2 separate regions of the Mus musculus genome follow, and region 2 is linked to region 1. The links are chromatin contacts, called in public HiChIP or PLAC-seq maps. All regions are on one chromosome and are shown on one strand. The core of a region is the stretch at or near the end of the contact, and the rest is flanking DNA. Distances in the headings are between cores, read along the strand shown. Region 1 holds the start of Mthfs (5, 10-methenyltetrahydrofolate synthetase). Region 2 holds the start of Snhg5 (small nucleolar RNA host gene 5).

Region 1 (5,354 bases), core at 960-3,459:
CAGTAATCACTTTTGAGCTCTGAAACCCACAGTGAGTCAGTCACTTGTTAGAACTGTTCCACAACACCCTGGAACAGTGCCACCATATAGGGGACCAAGTGTTCAGACATGAGACTGTGGTTGGGGGAATTTCACCTTCAAACCTTGAAACTGTTTGTGTTTGAAGACACATTTCTCAAGGTGTAGCACAGCACGATCCTATCAGCATAGTCTTCCTGCCTCAGTCTTCTGAGTGCTGAGAGGAGAGGTGTGTGCCACCAAGGTCAAGATATTTTATGCAAGGTTTCTTTGCTTTTGTTTTGAGTCAGGGTCTCAAGTCAGGAGCCTGGCTTGCTATAAAAGGACTGTTTGGCCTCTAGGGGCTCCCTCTGATCCTTTCTGCTTTCTCTCTGAGGACCTTGCCTCTGGCCTCTCTGTCTCCTCCCCCCCCCCCCCCCACCATGCATTCCTGGCCAGCTTTCTCTTCTCTTTCTCTTTCTTTCTCTTTCTCTTTCCTTCTCTTTCTCCTCCTCCTCCTCTTCTCTTCTCTTCTCTTCTCTTCTCTTCTCTTCTCTTCTCTTCTCTTTTCTTCCTCTCAGCATGGGCACTACACAGCATTTTACAAAATATATCATTACTGTGATAGAACATGCAGATTTATGACCCTAGAGAGCTTTACACACTAAGACTGCACGCAGTTATAGGTACAAATAAATCCTCAAAGAAAATGTACGTATGTAACATATATTTTTATCAAAGCTATCATTTTTTGCAGTCCTGGTGATCAAACCAAGAGCCTTGTACATACTTTACCCCTGGGTTATGCTGCTAGACTACCTATTTATTGTTGAAGGGATGTGTCTATGTAGGGAGCCACATATAATTGTCATGAATATCCAGAAAAGCCCTGCCTTCAGAATTTAACAGCAACAATTTAACATGTATAATAATAATAATAATAATAATAATTATTATTATTATTTGGTATAGTGCTGGTGATAAAACCCAGGACTATATCCATGCTAAGTTCTATTTATTCCTGCTAATTAATAGTTGATGAATACATTGGTTTATGGTGGTGATTCTCAAACATTATTATGGGTAGGGAATCACCTGAGGATGATGTTAAGATAACCATTAGGACTCCCTAGGTCTAAGGATGGCTCAGGATTCTCCATGTCTCACATGTTTTCAGTCGAAACGAATTCATACACCACACTCATGTTCAACTATTGGTGAATGGATATTACATTGGCACACTGACATGGTCTGTAGATGTAAGTGAATCCAGCGTTTGTTTACTGTTCATGATAAGATTCTATTCAGCTATGTTCTCTCTCTCCCACCTTGCTTTGTCTCCAGGCACTTAGATCTTACGGAACTGAACTACATATCCCTTAACACAGGTGCCAGAGATCTGAACTCAGCTCTCTCGTGCTGGTGTAGTTGGTCTTTTTACCAACTAAACTATCTCCGCAGCTCTGAAAAATTAACTCTCAAAAAATCAGTCCTCGGGTACTGCACTGTAACATGGGGTGGTAAATCTGAGTCAGTGCTTCTCAAATCTACTTACTTTGTTCTCTGCTCCATTCTCAGTCAAACGTCCTGTTAGAAAAAGGCATTATCTGTCTCTAAACAGCAGATGGCAACAGCGGTTAAATACTTCTATAACAAGGAACAGTCTGACTGAGTCCTGAGCTGTCCAGAGAGGGAACATCCATCTCCAGAAAGGGCCTGCCATATGTTATAAAAGCGGGCCCAAAATCTATCAGTAAGGAGCCAACTGACTGAAAGGGAGAGGAAGGCACTTGGTGGTAAAGGAGAATGTTTTACATTGACCAGGAGGAACCAAGAGCCTTCCGGTATGATGTATAGGCATGTCTAGCTTGCTTTGCCCTTCTGAAGCTTCTCGAGCCCTGTACTCCACAATTAGATGAATATCGAGTCCTGGAGTATAGTTGACAGCCTTTGTTAGACCCTCTGCAGAAGCATGGCGACCTTTTGTGGTCTGAGAGAGAGGGTAAGCACACTGGGCTACGTGCACAGTCCCCAGCTATCAAGCAGGAAGGGTCAAGGACGCCACACCATGCTGTTATCTGCCAACACAGGACGGGAGTCTGCTCAGATGCCTAAGTGGCCTGTGCACCTCTGCAGGTTTACAGAGGCAGGGGATTTGGAGTCCCGCCCCTTAAGCTCCGAGGGTGATGGGCGTGGCCGGGGCGGTGCTTGCCAGGAATGGCGGCGGTCACGGTAAACAGTGCCAAGCGGGGCCTGCGGGCCGAGCTGAAGCAGCGCTTGAGGGCCTTGAGCGCGGAGGAACGGCTGCGCCAGTCTCTCCTCCTCACGCAGAAGGTGCGAGAAGACTGCCGGGAGTTAAACTCCGGGAAGGGTGGGCTCGCGAGTCTGCGCAGGCGCACCTCCCCGGGGGCGCGTGCGCGTCGTCCGGGGAGCGCGCTCCGCAGGCAAGGGCGGCTCTCGCTGGTCCTGGAGCTTGTGAGGGAGCGAGCTGAGCTTCCGGGCAGGTTTGGTCATTCACAGAGCTATTTTGTTATTGCTAGGAAAGGCATTGCAGCCATTAGGAGCTGTAGAGACTGTCGAATCACTCTCCGGTTTAATTGAAATCCATTCGCATGTGTTGAACACCTAGTAAACTTTTTTTTTTTTTTTTTTTTTTTTATGAGTTGGGTAATACAGATGACAAACATGATTGTAGCCCCTAAGGGATCAGGGATGTAGCAGAGGAAGGAGACAAATGGAACCATTGTAGGGCTGGGGATATGGCTCAGTGATACAACTGTTCAAAAATGCGCTGTATTTTATTTGCCCATACTTAGAACATACATGGAATTTGGGTCTGTTTTTCTAGGAGTTTTAAATCGCCTGTACCTTTATTTTGGCAAAACTCCACTGTGAGTTTTATCTAAGGGGAGATAACTGTTGATGCTGTGACTTAGCTGCGTTCACTGCACAGCATTACACCTTGGGTTGCTGCTTCTGAGTTGGGGTTGTTTCTGGTCCTTATTTTCTTGTTTTGTCTCTTTTCTTACTTAGTTTTCCTCAGCTTCCTTAAGAGTATATCCTCAACGGAATTATTTTAAAGAAAATACCTATACGATTGGCACTATTTGTAGTTGAAATGTATTCGTGTTTTGCTTGCATGTATGTAAGTCCATTGTGTGTGTGTGCCTGGTGTCTTAGGTTAGAAGTGGGTGCCAGATCCTTTGGAACTAGACAGAGTTCAGGAAGGTTGTAAGTCCCTATGTGGGTGCTGGAAATTGAACCCAGGTTGTCTGCAAGAGCAGCAAGTGATCTTAAACTGCTGAGCCATCTCTCTAGTCACAACTTTTAAATATATTGTATATTAAAATATCTTCAACTCCAATTTGGTCCATATTAATCAAATTTTAATTACTTTATTGTCATTCTGCTCAATACCTATGGGTTCCAATCTAGAGACCAATGTTTTCATTTATGCATTATATCTTGTGGTTTAGTTATTGTTCTATTGCTGTGAAGAGACACCATAACCATAGCAACTTATAAAAGGAAGCATTTCATTTGGGCTTGCTTACAGGTTCAGAAGGCTGCTCTGTGATCATCTTGGTGGGAAGCTTGGAAGCAGGCAGGCAGGCAGGCAGGCAGGCAGGCAGGCAGGCATGGTGCTGAGCGCTTACATCTTATCCACAAGGTGGAGGTAGTGAGAGTCCTGGGTCTGCCATAGGCTGTGGGCTTTTGGAATCTCAAAGCTCACTTTGATGGTTTCTGTGACCACAGAGGTAAGAAGAGTGTCTTCAGCATGAAGCAAGAAGGAAGTCTGACTCAACATGATTTGGTACCTGGGGTTGGTTCAAACTTCTAGAGTCTTACACTTATTTTAGGCATATTTAAACATAGCACATTTTGGGAGAAAAATCTCCTCATTTTAATTAACTTAATTAAAATTCAAAAGAGTTTCTAAATAATTATGGCTTAAGCCATACAAGGGACATGTGTCTTCTCCCGTAGTGATGAATTCTATAGATTGACTACATGTGACAAGTTAAGGGTCTCGGTGTAGTCTCCGTCATATAGATAGTGCCAAGGTCACCAGGTTATTAACCACCTCTGCTCTCATTTGTAAAGTACACATGCCATCTCCCATAAAGATGGGCTCTACTGACTGAGAAACAATGCTCAAGATAGAGGTCTAGGGAGGATAACTGAGACAAACATAAGAATCTGGAGGAGCCATGCAGACAGTTCAGAGGTCACCAGGCTATTAACTAAATTCATTCCCCACCTTCTGGATGTAAAACAGGTAATATATCTTTCCCTTTGAAGAAACAAATGTGTGAACCTATCATGTTCATTGTCATTCAAACTGTTACATCTTGATTACCGGTTTTCCTTTGTATCTTTCAGAAATTCTTTTTCATTAGATAATAAAAACTCTAGATTAATCTTTTGTGTCTCTTAACTACTTTTCTTATTTTTTTTCTTAATCTTTCTCCCTCATAGGGCCTCCTAGATTGTTTTCATTTGGCTAATCACAGTTTTAATGTCTAATGAGTATTCCTTAGGTCTCTTACTGATTCCTTTCCCTAGCAGTCCATTAATGTTTTATAGATTCAGTTATTATTTTCAGTTTGTCTGTGAAGACTAATTAGAATTTAAAAATCATCCCCATCTTTTGAATTACCTGTTTGTCACTAAATCATTTTTCAATTCTATTTTTTTTATGTTTAAAAAATCCTTCTATTTTGTATTTTGTTTGTTTTTTCAAAATAGTTGAAAATCCTTGATTGGCTATGCATATTTCTGTCTTTTGGGGGTAGTGAGCCTCAACTGAGGACCTTGTACATGACAATGGATGAAACCCCTGGCCCTTGGCATTCATAAATATGCATTTATGAATGAAAGTGTGTTAGCTACAAGCTTTCCTCTGTTTTTGCAGATACTGTTTGGAATTCTAAGGGAAGAATGGAGTCTGCCCACCTCCTGTGTCCATGTTTTAATGGTGCTGTGTCTATAAATACTGGCTCATCTTCCCTATGTCTTATAGGAATCATTGTCTTCATCCTCCCTTCCTAACAGATAGCATGGAAATGGGCTGGAGGAAGAAAGGCAAATGCATATGCATAATCTCACACTGATTTTAGCTGTGTGTCTCATTGTTTCTTTAGCTCTTGTTTTTCTACACTCTGCTGTAAAGAGACTAAGAAAAAGACTTTCTTATATAGTAAGCGGTGTGAAAAGCCTCAGGCCTGCTCCAAATCCGGGTTTCCATTTGCTTCATTTCTGCCAGCAGCTTCTGACAGCTTCGCAGGGAGGAATTCCTTCCCTAGCCTCGCTTTGCTATGCTTTGCTTAACTTCCGTCTCCCCTTGGTATTAGATG
Region 2 (5,144 bases), core at 806-3,305, 690 kb before region 1:
CCCCCCCCCAATTAAGAAATGGGTAGGGAGGGAATTTTTTGACAAGTTCTCAGGGAAACCTGATAATGTGTATGATCATGCTAGCTAGTTTGGGAGCTGACAGTGCGCTTTGCACAGTAACTTTGCAAACCCAATTCCCACAGAAGTGGAATGAACCATGTACCAGGGCACTCTGGTTAATCTTCTGACACAAAAAGAATTGAATAAATATTTGCAATTGAATGTTTTTTATTTCAATACTCCCCATTTTATTTCAATCACTGCCAGAATAAGGAAATAGCTCATAATGATGAACTGCAGCTTTATAGTCAGGATTGCATTCAGTCTGTACAGCTGTGTCTGTCAATCAGCTCACCTATGACCTTCACAGAAGAGAACACTGTCGAATGGATTGTCAAAACAATCCATTTACATACAGCCCACAAAAAAAAAAAAGTACAGGAATCAACTCTGCAGGCCACACCAGATGCTGTCCTGATAGGGACAGCTAGAGACATGTAGATAGACCCCATCTCAAACATCCCAGTACTAAGACTGCATTTTTTTGTCTATGCTTTTTCTGGATGGTCACATCTAGTTTTCATTCGCACGTCTTGTGTCACTGGCTCTAAAATATAAAAATAAGAACACAGGCATTATGTTACTGCCAACATTAAAGAAGAACACAATAGTCCTTTGCAATGGTCCATCTCAGAAGCCAGATCCGTAAGTATGGTTTTTCAACAGGAATTCAGGTTCGGGATAGGATCATCATAGACTAGACCAACGACAGTAAGCTCAGCAGAAAACAAAACAGAGCACCACTCACATGCACTCCTGCTGCAGGATCTTCACAGGCGGACTGGCATCTCTCGCAAGTTCTTGTGTCACTGGCCCTAAAATATAAAAACAAAAACACAGGCATTACGTCATTGCCAACATTAAAGAAGAACACAATAGTCCTTTGCAATGGTCCATCTCAGAAGCCAGATCCGTAATTATGGTTTTTCAACAGGAATTCAGGTTCGGGATAGGATCATCATAGACTAGACCAACGACAGTAAGCTCAGCAGAAAACAAAACAGAGCACCACTCACATGCACTTCTGCTGTAGGATCTTCACACGCAGGCTGGCATCTCACTGGTCAGCATTCACTACAGAAAGAGGTACCATGACATGCTATGAGTAAGAACTGCATTAACAAGACTACCACTTAAACACAATGGTCTTCTCTCAGAAGCTGCATTTATCTTCAGGTCATCATCTTCGGGATGTATTTCATCACTGTTCTGACCCGGTATGTCTCACAACTGTTTGTACAATCAATTTGTACACCATGCATTCACAACAGTCACTCCAAATTGCAAAGGCCAGAGTAGTTTGGCCAGGACTACTTCACAATACATTTCCAGGAACCCGGATTCTTACTTCACAACGGTATGTTTGCATGCTTACAAGGGAAAAAATCTAGGCTTCAATACACACCCTTTAAAACGGTCATGTTTTAAGCATGTTTCTTTCATTTATCAATTCTCTCAGATGCTTTGGGCTCCCCTCCATCTAATATAATGAAAAATCAAAAAACAAAATTTAAGCATCACACATCACTTCCTATTGCACTATAACAATATTCTTAAAATATAGAAGCTGCATCGCCTTTACCTTGGTTTCTTCTTGTAGCTGCTTTGAAGACGCGAAGAACAATGGCGCCATTGTCCTTGTGAACGTGCATATAATAGGATGTCTCTTTCGGTGACTCTAGTACCTTCGGAACAGCACAAAAGGCTGCAAACCCTGCTGTAAAAACCTACCCACGCGGGGACTCAGGAACTAGAACGCATGCGGCCTTCAGTCAGGCCGCTTAGTACGAATCTCACTGGGGCCCAGACTCCAATCCCGAAATATCATTAGCTGCTGCGCACTTCTCCGAGGAAGTTTACACCAGTACCCTAAGTTCAAGTCTCAGAAGCCTCCAAATCCTCGTTGCACCCCTATATTTCACTTGGTCATCCGACTGTAACTCACTCACCGACAAGACAAAGAATATCTTAGGCTCCGTCGTAAAAGAACGAGCCCGGTTCACCGCAGCTCCTTTTATAGTCTCCTTTGTGCGAGATCGAGGCTGCCCCTCCCTCTGTCACTGATTGGACGCGAGAGTACGTGGGGGCGTGGCTTTTCATGAAGCAACGCGTGGGAGCGCGCGCCTTGGACCTCTTTTTTTTTTTACAGGCCATTCCGGGGCGTGGTGCGCGCCGCCCGCCCGCCGCCGCGTGCATCTCCGTTGCTGCGCGCGCTCCCGCTGGCTCGCCGCCACCGGTCTCTTCCGAGTCTGGCGGGGTGGCTCAGCTCGACGTGGCGTGGGAGTGGCGCCAGAATTCAAACGAACTGCCGCAGTTGGAGGCGAGGTCACCGCCTGCTTCGAGCCTAGTCGACACGGACGGTCGGCGGCAGGGAGTGGCCTTGACTTCGCCGCGCAGGCAGCTTTGAGCGCCGCTGGTGGAGAAGCTTGGTTGCTACGGTGGCCAGCGCTGCGCTTGTGTATTCAGCGGGGCAGCCGAAGGGACCTGGGAGGACAGAATTACGCGGGTGAAAACCGAAAAGCTCTCCGTTTATCCTTCCTGCATTCTGGGGGTGCCGCTGGTCTGCAGACAGCCATGCTGTCCAGTGCAGGCTTATCCAACGCCTGCTTGGGCGCTCAACCAGGTCCAACACCAGATTCCCCCGCCCCCCCAAGTCTCCCACTCCGGGAAACAGACACTAGTGACAGTTATACTGTCAGAATGCTGAGAAGTTAAACATTCCGTTTCACAGAGGAGAAAGCAAGTCAAAAGCCGCCAGTTGGCCTAAGGTCACATAGCTATCCTTTGCTATTTTTTAAGTTTCTCCCTTCTAAATTATCTGCAGAAAAAAACTTAAGACTTCAAAGGTCAAATATATAATTCAAAGTAATTTAAATGTATGGATACACACATTTGGATATTTTAGCACTTGGAAGCTCGGGTCTTTATTTTGTAGCATTTTTTACTAATTATGTGTGCATTTGCTGTCAGTTTACATTAACAGTTATCCTCTGATCACCATACTTATAGACTGTGGCATGCATGCCCTCACACACATCATGCACACATGTGATAGTAATGGTAATAAGTGAATAAAAGCCGTTTGGGTAAGAACATCACATAAGGTTTGCCATAGAAAGAAGGTAGGGAATAGAATCACATGGTAAAAGCTTGTCACAGCATCTGGTTAAGGACTGTGCCTCTGGGCTACATTTCAAGCCTGTGGTCTTAATTTGGTTCTTTTTAAATCTATGTGCCCAGGTACACACATGCATGCAGAGGCTGAAGGGCAGCCTTAGGTGTTATCCTCGCAAGCACCATTTATTCCCTTTTGAGATAGGGCCTCTTACTGATCTGGAGCTCAGGAATCAGGCTAGACTGGCTGAGCACAAGTCTAGGAGATCCTTCTGTTTCTGCCTTCCAGCTCAGAAATTATAAGCATGGGCCACAACTAACATTTTTATGTGGTTCTGGGACTCAAACAATTATAAGTCCCTAGGCCTGCAAATCTAATGCTTTATCTATTAGAACCATCTCCACAGCTACAGTATTAGGTTTTTAAAGTTTTTAGATGAATGTTATCTTCAAAATGATTTTAATATGTATTTTTATTCTTTTTTTTTAAAGGCTCACCTTATTTTATCTATATGAATGCACTGTCGCTGTCTTCAGACACACCAGAAGGGGGCATCGGATCCCATTCCAGATGGTTGTGAGCCACCATGTGGTTGCTGGGAATTGAACTCAGCACAAGCAGTCAGTACTCTTAACCACTGAGCCATCTCTCCAGCCCCTTAGTTTGCTTTCTGTTGCTATGATAAACATAATGACCAAAATCAACTTGGGGAGGGAAAGGTTTATTTCAACTTAAAACTTCTCTAGTCCACCATGAAGGGAAGTTAGGACAGGAACTCGTGCAGAGATCATAGATGAATAGCTGCAGCTTAGTTGTGTGTGTGTGTTTGTGTAACCCAGGTCAATACTGCCTAAGGACCACAGGCAACACAGAGCTCCCACATTAATCGGTAACCAAGAAAGCCAGCCAGACTTGTCTACAGACCAATCTGAAGGAAGCATTTTCTCACCCGAGGTCCCTTTTCCCAGATGACTTTAGCTTGTGTCAAGCTGATAAACAAAACCCAATTAGGGTTAGTTAGACAACTTCTGCAAACCTGCCAAGCCCCGGGGTCTGTCTAGAAGGCTTGGCTGGAAGAAAGGTTGGCTGTGGGGTTTCCCTGGGGTTGGGGGGGGATAAACATCCCTTAGGGGGCTCACTGACTGGTGTCCAGAAGAGAGTGTGTGAAGCCTGACAGCATCTCTTTGCTTCCCAAGACACTTCCCTGCTTGCCATCCTCTGTCAAACAGCCACGCCTCGATGTACGAGCAGGTGTGGCTGATGAAATGGCTCTTCCTCAGTAGCCTAATGGTTCCTCGCTGCCCCTTAAAGCCTATGGTGGTGAGAGAGAGCGTTGATGTTCTGGTGACTCCTCTAGTTCTGTTAGCACGCTTCACCCAGGGTGGGTTAACGTCTGGTGGGTAGGCCAGGTACCTGCAAGACTGTCATATGGAGTGTCAACCAAGGAGGACACTCTGGCTTTGGCCCCAGCTTCTGGGACATGGGTGCTGAACATGGAGGTTCTATAGTCCATCAAATGCCAGAGCCTCGGGGTTTTCACACTTCCAGCCGGTCTGTGAGTGACAGCGGGTGTGTTTTGCCTACCAGGCCTGGTCTCCACAGCTCCTTCCTTGCATAGAGCTTTGCAGGCATGGTGTTATTTAATCCTCTCCATAGCCCTGTGAAGTTGCTCAGGACAAACCATTTATGGGGTCAAATATATGAGGCTTCAAAAATTGAAATTACACACAAAAATGACTCCTATTCAACTGGCCATCTTGGCTTAAGAGGCCTCTCTGGGTCATGCCTCTTTCCCACCAGGTCTAGACTTCTGACAGGGGCCCCAAGTGTATCCAAGGATGTAATCTGCATCTCAGGCCATGAAAGCCCAGTATCCTGCATTGACCTTGTCAGGTCACAGGGCCCTGGCAACGTGAGCTGGCCACAGGCATCCTATTGTTGAGGTTTAGTCCATTGCTATGTATTGTAA

Evidence for each region. HiChIP or PLAC-seq counts read pairs in DNA pulled down with a chosen protein or histone mark.
Region 2: a contact with region 1 is called in an H3K4me3 HiChIP or PLAC-seq map of stem cell-derived neural progenitor cells, with 4 times the contacts expected there. The contact joins the promoter of Snhg5 here to the promoter of Mthfs in region 1. A contact is called at or near these places in 2 of 115 datasets of contacts at active chromatin or transcription factors (embryonic stem cells and stem cell-derived neural progenitor cells).

The regions. Positions count from the first base shown.
Region 1 is chr9:89,208,981-89,214,334 of GRCm38.p6, forward strand. It overlaps Mthfs (5, 10-methenyltetrahydrofolate synthetase), which reads left to right and starts at 2,210. Exons shown (of 3, transcript NM_026829.2): 1 at 2,210-2,331. The coding sequence starts at 2,215.
Region 2 is chr9:88,520,842-88,525,985 of GRCm38.p6, forward strand. Snhg5 (small nucleolar RNA host gene 5) reads right to left here and starts at 2,056. Exons shown (of 5, transcript NR_040721.1): 1 at 1,643-2,056; 2 at 1,466-1,540; 3 at 1,077-1,134; 4 at 809-875; 5 at 211-607. LOC115487267 (a small nucleolar RNA gene) reads right to left here and starts at 1,027; the gene lies at 956-1,027. LOC115487269 (a small nucleolar RNA gene) reads right to left here and starts at 759; the gene lies at 688-759.